Regions from separate parts of the Zea mays genome. Here region 1 is linked to region 2. The links are chromatin contacts, called in public Hi-C maps. All regions are on one chromosome and are shown on one strand. Each heading gives the region's core, a stretch centred on a gene start, on an enhancer-like site or on the middle of the called end of the contact. The rest is flanking DNA. Distances are from core to core; before and after follow the strand shown. Region 1 holds the start of LOC100281598 (ATPase, coupled to transmembrane movement of substances). Region 2 has its middle 34 kb from the start of LOC100277850.

Region 1 (4,777 bases), core at 1,304-3,803, 240 kb after region 2:
GTTCTGATGCATTCGGACACCATGTAAAAAAATTAAAAAAAAGAGAGAGGCAAATAAAGGGACCAGATCCAACTAAAAGCTGCCACGAGTGTCGGAGATCCATCCGTCACCCCTGTGTGTGCAGTGACATATATATAGCCCGTGTGCTAATATATAATCCACAATATACGACGCCCTTTAATTAATTTTTCCGATAGTCGATACGCGAGTCTTGATGTTCAAATACCTATGGTGTGTGTAGACCAGATTGGCTTACGTGATTTAGGGTGTGTTTGGCATGGCTCTGCTCCATCCCAGAGCAGCTCTACTCTAAAACTCTGGGTGGAGCAGCTCTACTCCAGAGTTTAGATTGTTTCTCATAACCAGTGGCAATGGCGGGTAAATAACTCAAAACTCCATGACTAGGTTGTTTTTTTGGAGTTTTCAGAGCAGCAAAAGAGGTACTCCAAAAAATTGTACTGCAGCTCCAAAAACTCCATAGAGTTTACAACTCTGGAGTTAGGGTGTTTGGCATGCTCTGGTCAGCTCCTCCTTGGAGTTTTGCTCTGGAGCCATGCCAAACAGGCCCTTAGAATGGCTCTGGGAGTATCTACCAAGCATAGCTAGTATATAGTATGTACCTTTCTGTTGGACGATGATGATGTTCAGCCACAGTGGTAGTGCCCTAATTCCCACCTTCAGTGACAGGTGTCCCTGTAGGTGTGTGATTTTTCAACCATAAAGTGCTTTGCAGAAAATAAAGCACTAGGGAGGGATGCATGGCAGGCACTACTCACCATCTCCACTCTTTTTCCCCCCTTCCTCTCATGCTCTTTCTCTCTCCCCTCTCTCTCTCTCTCTCTCTTCTTTGTTGGGTGCACTCCACACTCACTCACCAGGCGTTGCGCTTGTCTCCGGTCTCATGATGAATCTAATCCTCTCATCAATTGCAGAAAAAAGGTGAGCAAGAACACACAGACACTTGCTCCAGACTTCAACGCCACTTGTTCTAGTAGTGATCTGGTCAATCTAGTGATTCTCTCTCATGTCTCTAAATGTGTGTTTCAACTCTTCATAATCTTTTGGTTAGCTAGCTTAGCTAAGAATGAAGAGAAATATATGTATGTGTGTGTGTGTGTCTGCTTTTCCTGTCGCAGAGGATCAGACCATGATGAATTTGGTGGTTAGTTAGCTAGCTCTTTCACTTGTCTTATAGGTAATGCACAGGAAACTGAAACAACGCATAATAAGAGACATGCAACGCAAAGCCTTTTGCTGAGGCCAACAAGGAAAGGAAGGTAGCGTAAAGCACGAGAGAGACTCACCATTTGCGAGGTCGAGCATGAAGTCGGCCGGGTTGACGTGGAAGCCCGGCGCGAAGCCGACGGAGGCGAAGTAGTCCATGGCGTCGCGGCCGGCGCCGAAGTAGAGGCAGCTGCCCTCGGCGAGCAGCAGCACGGAGTCGAACATGCGGTAGACGCGGGAGGAGGGCTGGTGCACGGACAGGACGACGGTGCGTCCCTTCCTTGCCAGCGCCGACAGCGTCGCCACGAGGCGCGCCGCGGCGGTGGAGTCCAGCCCCGACGTGGGCTCGTCGAGGACCAGCAGGCTCGGGTTCACCAGCAGCTCGTGCCCGATGCTGACGCGCTTGCGCTCCCCCCCGGACACGCCGCGCACGAAGGCGTTCCCGACGACGGTGTCGGCGCACGCCGCGAGGCCCAGCTCCGCGATCACGGCCTCGGCCGCGGCGGCCTTGGCGGACGCCGGCGCGGACCGCGGGAGGCGCAGCATGGCGCAGAAGGCCAGCGTCTCGCGCACCGTCAGGTGCGGGTGCAGCACGTCGTCCTGCGCCACGAACCCCGTGCGGCGCTGCACGGCGCGGCACGGAGGGCGCCCGCCCGCCAGGACCGTCCCGCTGTGGCGGCCCGCCAGCCGGCCCCCCAGGATGGACAGCAGCGTCGACTTGCCGCTCCCCGATGGGCCCAGCACCGCTAGCACCTCCCCCGGACGCGCCTCGCCGGTGATCCCCTTGAGGATCGTCCGCTCCTCCGCCGTCGCGGGGGCGCCGGGACCCGAGTGTGATATCCGGCCGCCCGGCGGCGCCTTGGACGCCGACCGCTCCGTCTGCTTGACGCGGTACGACACGTCGATGAACTGGAGACAACCGACAAATCGGTGTGTTAATTTGGATTCAATTCCTTTGGAAGCAGGTATATATAGCCGTCGTCTCCTATAGTCCTCTAGCCTCCTAGGTCGTCGCAGGCACCACCTACCTGGAGGTCGAGCGGCGTGCAGACGGTGGTCAAGAAGCAGTCCATCTTGGACGCCGCAGGGGCCGTCGTGGCGAGGGCGCCGCCGCCGCCGCTTCCGTGCACGTCCTCGGCGTTAGGAGGCATTGTACGTACGTGGCCGCTAGTATCGAACAAAGCACAAGATGCTCCAGCAGCTTATATAGAACGCAGCAGGATTGGGTGGTGTGGATGGGACTGGCCAGGGGTGCAAGGTGGCCGCTTGCGATAGAGAGAGAGAACTTGAGGGGAGGCCGGGGCAGCTTATTAGCAGAGTGATGAGGAGGAAGGGGACGGCGAGGCGGGGCGCGGTTTATATGGAGGCGGCCATGCGGGTGGTGGTGAGGTCCACGTCACGGTTAGTGGGGGAGAGGGGGCACGTGGCGGGAGCCCGGGAGGGCGCGGCGAGTGGGGCGGCGGGCCCACCGGCGGAGGACGGAACGGAGCGGAGCCGCTTTTGGACCCACCAGCTGGTCCATCCGTGTGTGACACCGGTCGTCCGGACTCCGGACGTTCCATCCTTGTGTGACACCGGTCGTCCGGTCCGGGAAAGATGCGATGCAATGCAACGGCGGGAGAGGACGGGCAGCTAGAGAGGTGTACACGTTTGCTACTCCTACACCAGCAGGGGGCGGGCTGGCTGCCTGGGTTGGGGAAGGAAGGCCACACGAAACTGTGGCGGCGTAGTGGGGCGGCATGTGCACAAGCACAGCGTACAGCAGAGACTCCCCCGTCCCAACCGCGCTGCCTGCTCCTTCCCTGCCGTTAAAACAAAAGATAATTGGTGATCTGCTATAACCTAACGTTACTTCAAAACTATTTTTTAATAATTCATAAAAAACAGTATCAGACGATTACGATTCCCTATTGCGTTTCCTGTAAAAATGTGCTGTGCGTGTGATTTACTCTAATCAAATAGGAGTGCTTATTTCACATAATAATAAATATTAGGGATCTAATCTTTATTTAAATCTTTGGTCGATCGAACTAGTAATAACTAATAAGCACTCGATCCCTACCTCCGTAGAGGAAATAGTGCAACAATTCTCGTTCCTCTGTGGGTCAAACAAATTTAAGTTCAATTAAATTAATGTAAAAACGAATCGATAATTATCCATGAAATATATTTTTATAGTACTAAATATTATTTTTGGTACACCCGATACAGTTCAAAGCAAACTGGCATGTCTATAAGGCTTAACATCGTGTAATTTTTTTTGACGCAATATGGATATATATCGTCTGCTGGTTTCTCGGTACTTGCATGACACCACACCACCAACGGCCGGTCAAAAGAAAACTAGAGGTGCATGCTACTACTGCCTAATCTAGTGCCGACTACACACACAGAAACTCACAGTGACCGTGGATCGATAAGCTGATAACGTCAGCGTCGCCGCTCTCCCACGCACCCATGTATATGTATATATAGGCCGTGCGTTTGGCGCATGCAGAAGGCCGGTTCGTTCCAGCAGCTCGCATTGCCATTCTCGTGTGTGCTGGCTGCCAGTGCAATGCAAGCTACTCCTCCTGTACAAGGCTACAACACCATCAGCCGCATCAGCGACGTGGAGTACGACGGATAGGCATGCCTACGTTGCAGACTCGGAGGCAGGAATGGAGGATGGCCATGCAGTCATATCATCGAGGTCGTAGGCTATATATATAAATATATATAGCTCGTAGTCGTAGGAGTAGCTACCACTGTACCGCTAGCTCCTTGCGTTTCTACCGTCAGTAGGTCAAGTAACTAGTCCGGGCAACGAGGCAAATATATAGAAGCACTCCAAGGCAACAAGGCGGCCCCGGCCCCGGCCCCCGCGCGTCTCCATCTGTCCTCGTCCACGATGCCCCGCCAGGAAACCTGCCGGGTGCCGGCGACCCTGCACTGCACCCACCACGAGGTACAGCTCCTTCTTTGGATCTGCGTGCATGCGATGCCACGACGACGTGTATGTCCAGCCACTACCTCTCGCGGGCATATGCCGACAAGCTGCACGTACGTATATACTGCGTGTACGTAATACGGACCACCTCACGTCAGTTACTCTCTGCTTCCCCGCCCCCTATAAACCTGTACTACTGCTGTATGTATATACCGCGATACATGCTGCGCGAGACGAGCGCGATGCGTGCAGCTTCGAAGAGAAGAGGGTATACATACATATCCGTGTATTATTCCTTCTACATACAATGTGTTGCGTGCCCTCATATAATACTCGAAACTTATTTACAATGACATAAGTAAACGTGCGCGCGCGGCTAATAAATAACATTATTTTTTCTTTTAACGGCTAATATATAATAAAATCCTACCTACGTCGTGTTGTAATTTAAAGACCGTGTCGTACCAGTTATTGAGAACCATTATTGAGAATGAGGTCACCGGATTACAAGTTGTAGTCTACCACCTAGAGTTTGTGGTGCTACTATGGATAGAACTTCTAGAGCTGCTCGATTTTCCATGAGTTCCCTACTAGAGTACCATCCATCTAGGTTAGCCGGTATGA
Region 2 (4,848 bases), core at 447-2,946:
AGGTGTTGGCAAACCTCTATTCTTCAATGTGACAAATTACCCATACTGGAAGATTTGCATGTCTGCGTGTCTTTAGAGTATCAGCTATTAGGTATGGGAGATTTTCCTTGATGCTGCTTTCGAGGTTCATGGTGCTCGAATTATGCCTATGTAGATAGAGTTCTGTGATTTGAACAACAAAGCCAGAAAAGATTTGTTCTCATGTCTCTCGTTTGCTGAGTTTGAACGAGTTGTACATTGGGTATGACTAACAAGATCTAGTCCACCCTCGAGAAATTCCATGAGACCAATGATCACATAAAGACCAGACCCTTTGAGATGTACATGCGGGAGTATGAGAACTTTGTCCAGTTGGCTGTAGAGATGATCAACATCATGTTCTCTCGGTTCCAGTTAATAGTGAACAAGACGCGCGCAAACAAGGCACAACTGACCTATGATGATCATGAGAGAGCACTCAAGTTACTATATGCTCTAGATCGGAGGGTTGGGAGGTAAAGGTCTCAGTGATCATCAAGTCGCCCAATTATGAGACTCTCACCATGGATGAGCTGTTCAGTAAGCTCAAGTCCACTAAGATTGACCACCAGACTCGAGCCAAGATTGAGAACCTTCGTGCATCCACAATGGCCCTGGTCTCTGGAGGTGGTTCTTCTTCTAATCCTTCACCCGCTTTGTTTGCTTTATCTTTTTTGTTGACCATCATAGAGGAGTAGGTGGAGAGCCTTAAGGATGAGGAGCTGGTGCTTGTGGCCAGCAGGTTCACGTGGTTTCACAACAACCGCTAGAACATGTGGTGTGGCGAGTACAAGGATGGATGTTATAACTACGGTGACCCTGACCACTTCATCACTAGTTTCCCCAAGAATGGTAAGCCGGAGGCTAGACAGTGCGACCACCACTCTGGTCGACGCAAGGGAAAGTGCAAGTACACCACCAACGAGCACAAGTCCAAGGGGAGGTTCGACAAGGAGGCACTCAAGAAGAAGTACCTCTAGAAGGCCAAGTTGAAGGAGTGTGCCTTCCTCGCCTCCCTTAGCAACCTTGACCACGACTCCGGTGACTCATCTTCTTCCTCGAGCAACAAGGAGCTTGAGAGGCAGGTGTAACACCCAAAATCCAATTTTGGTAATTTATAGTAATTCTACCAAAAAGAAATAAATGAAAATGTGTTATAGTAAGAATTTTCCCTACCTCTGAAATTATTTTCTTGAAACTGAATAAATGGTAAATGTTAAATTATTGATTAACTAGAATTCAAATTTAAAACATACGAAGTTTCAATTTGTTTATTGAATAAACGAGCCTTACTAGAACATTTATTTGAATAAGAAAAATAACTAATATAAAAAATTACTTTGATATATTGTATCTCATGCTTGGTTTTTTTATTGTTGCATTTGAATTTAAATTAGAAGTTTGAAACTTATTTGAAATATGAAACATTAAAATGGGAAGGAAAGAAAATAGGAAACTAAAAGAAAAGAGAAAAGGGAAGACACATCCGATTTGGGCTCTCTAATTGCTTGGCTCATTTCTTGATCATGTCAGCCCACTTCACCAACGCAGGTGCACAGCCCATGTGCCCCTTCGTCTTTTTTTTTCTTTTCTTTATTAGTCCAGCCACAGATGAGATCGCTACGACATCACGCTTACATCAGCTAATGTGTCACTAACATGTGGGCCTCCTCGTCCGGTCTTCATCCTTCTCCTTCGAAACGGACTACGGCTGTCGCAAAACAGACTCGCGCCTAGGACTCTCACCACCCCGTTGGCCATCTCAGCTAGTCAGCTCTCATCCACTCACACGCTCGACCGCCCGCTAAGACAGTCGGGTGGGTCCTACCAGTCAGGATCCTCTCCTCTACCACCGGCCGATCTGATCAGAGGAACTGCAGTTCAGTTTCTCCTGCGATCTCCGTAACAAACTGGACCACCGCGGAAATCGCTAAGGATTGTTGGTAACTCGCATTCCCATAGGGACTCATCGAGCAGGGATATAAATACCGGGTACCTACACCCTCTCAGCCAGCAAGTGCATGCGATCTATACTTACGCCATAGCAGTGGCGGAGGACACGCCAAAATCATAGTATTGCTAATACAATGACAAAAAATTACAACACAATCTACATAACTACAAATGAATATGGAAAATACCTTATTCAAGAGTTATCGTGGTCAAATGCCATATAACGATTAAAATATGAAAAAGAGAAAAATGAGTTAATAATAACAAATTGAAGTAAAAGTTATTAAACTAGTGAAATAAGAATATACCTCTAATTGAGTCTAGTTCTAGGAAATCTAGACAACTGCATTTGCCCACTTTTCTTATTTTAAAATGTATTGTAAATTTTTTGAAGATCAAGTTAATTAAGCACACAATCAAGTCATTTAATCGACCATTGGTCATCTGTGTCGCATAATAAAAATCTATTCATTTTCAAAGAGGTATACTTTTTGGTAGTCTTTTTTCCCTTAGTTTTCGTTTCCAACCATGGTTGTTGTCTGGTGCTACTTGTTGGATCAATCCTGGGTCGTCATATGCATATCCCCTCCGCTTGGCGATGTTGTGTGAAAGGAACATCAGATCAAATTCCTTGCCCAATAAATTCAAAAAAATGCTGGTGACCCATGCAAAATAAACATATTGCCTAGTCGATAAATAAAATCTTCCTTGGATAATGATTAAGAAACTTTGCTCCAGCGAGGGTGAGAGGTCGTGACCTCAGCGACCATGAGGGCGAGGGAGCCTTGGCGCCAGCCAACGACGAGCTGGTCCCAACAAAGCCACGGAGGCTAGAGGCGGTCCTAGCCTCCTGGGACTCGAAGGATCGTAGAGGAGCATGAGGTGCTAGCAAGATGGTGGGCGGAGGCGCCATTCTGCAACCCTGTCGAAGGCCTATTGGTGAAGACTCAAAACTAGATGCGTTCAAGGATAGTTTTTTTTACTATTGGCTCCTTCATCTATTAGGATAAGGTATTGCTCAAGCAACACCAAGCCACGTTGGGCCCTCTGCCCCTATGCCATTGACCGAGCTCGCCGCCGTAACTGCTATAGCTGCTACGCGCCTACATTGCCAATTAATTCTAAGAGATATGATAGGGAGGATCGCGAGGATGTTGGGAACCTACACCTCGGTTAGCCAAGCGCTGCATAGACCTAGCTATGGAAGCACAATCGATCATCGGAGTGTGTCAAGTCATGGTGCCCGTCGCCGACCTATGTCATCGCTCCAAACGCCGGTAAGGTCCCCTGAGTCGCTTCGTCGTTCTCGCCTCACCGTTTTGCCCTTGTACACCCGAGGGATTAAGTAACGGAACACTAGACGCCCTTCACTTTGGCGAAGCCCCACCTCGGAAAACCACCCAACACCTCTAGGGAGCCGTCGTAAGGAAGGAAGAAGTACGAGTGACGTTGATCCCATAGTGGATGGCTGAGATTAGAACGTTTCTTACCCCTTCGCCATATTAGATACCTAGCGTTGATCTGTGATCCTGCGGCTCGTGTAGCGTACCAGTTAAGATAAAGAAAGAATCTAATATGCGCCCTCAGATCAAGATCCAATGACTCAGAGACAGCGCGATATACAACCGTGTCATTTTACTAAAGAACCCCTGTAGATCTGGTGAATCAGCTCGCACTACACCTACGTATAGAAAGTATTTAATTGAGGTCCTAACATTAATGGATTTAACCCTGAGCTTCCCTAAATTATTGTCCACCGTCCCAGGCTGCGGGAAAATAAATAAAAATGAGTTAGAAAATCAAGAAAATCCCTGGAAATTCTAATGTAAAAATAAACCAATAAATTATAAAATCCATAACTAATTCATTTTAACTCCAATTTTAGTGGTTCTCGAACCTAGGATTTAGTGGCGACATGTAGAATATTAATGTGTGGTTTATTTCCATCATTTGTGTAATGTTATTTTTATTTATTCTTTGTCTATCTGTATGTATTGTTACGATAGCAAGGCGAGGTTACGAGTAACCTGAAGCCCAATTGGAGAAGTACCTAGAGTTGCGCCCAAAAGGCAAATTATGTCCTGATCACTTTCTTTAAACTATTAATATTCTATTAATCACCGTGGCACTTTTAGGTTAAGTTGATGGGACCTTGGAGGCTATTTAGGCCCACGTATCAGCCTCTCTAGTGGGTAAATTGCCTGTTGTAATTGTGCTAGGGTTGATATTGTTCCATAATTACCCATTGTATAGTGTAATCTTGGAATGTAGCTGGTCATTAGGGGTATGAATGTATTTCAGCTCCAGTCCCCTTGTTATTCTATAAATACCGCTCATCCAACCCCCCGATGAGACACGCTTGACAAGACATCTTGATAGGTACCGAGTTATATTAGCTACTAGGGTGGCCCGATCTTCAAGGCAGTAGGTTGATAAATAGGATGGTTGGCTATAAAGGTAACGAAATAATAAGGTAAATTTGCTGAAGAAAAGTGGGTAACTGACTTTATACCTAATCAAGGTCGGAGAGACCAAGCGACGGGGAGAGAGAAACCTAAACTGTGTAGACTTTGACTCAATCTCCGAACGGGCGCAAAACCACAACTGGACCTAATCCACACAATGCAAGGCAGCCGTACTAGAACTCTGAAAGTCGCCTAGAGGGGGGTGAATAGGCAAACCTGAAATTTATAAACTTTAAGCACAACTACAAGACGTGGTTAGCGTTAGAAATATAATCGAGTCCGAAAGAGAGGGCAAAAACAAATCACAAGCAAATGAAAGTGGATGACACGGTGATTTGTTTTACCGAGGTTCGGTTCTTGCAAACCTACTCCCCGTTGAGGTGGTCACAAAGACCGGGTCTCTTTCAACCCT

What was found. A called contact is a pair of places that touch in the nucleus more often than the background predicts.
Region 1: a contact with region 2 is called in a Hi-C map of bundle sheath, with 4 times the contacts expected there. The contact joins the promoter of LOC100281598 here to the enhancer-like site in region 2. A contact is called at or near these places in 5 of 25 Hi-C or Micro-C datasets (bundle sheath, ear, endosperm and 2 more).

The regions. Positions count from the first base shown.
Region 1 is chr4:212,373,336-212,378,112 of Zm-B73-REFERENCE-NAM-5.0, forward strand. LOC100281598 (ATPase, coupled to transmembrane movement of substances) reads right to left here and starts at 2,554. Exons shown (of 3, transcript NM_001154517.3): 1 at 2,253-2,554; 2 at 1,305-2,133. The coding sequence starts at 2,375.
Region 2 is chr4:212,135,100-212,139,947 of Zm-B73-REFERENCE-NAM-5.0, forward strand. No RefSeq gene overlaps it. Among protein-coding and RNA genes, the nearest start is that of LOC100277850, 34 kb to the left of the region's middle. Within about 2 kb of position 1,697, at least 17 of the 20 cell types and tissues checked have an H3K27ac peak or open chromatin away from gene starts, as enhancers often do. A contact at or near this core is called in bundle sheath, ear, leaf and 1 more, where this site is marked.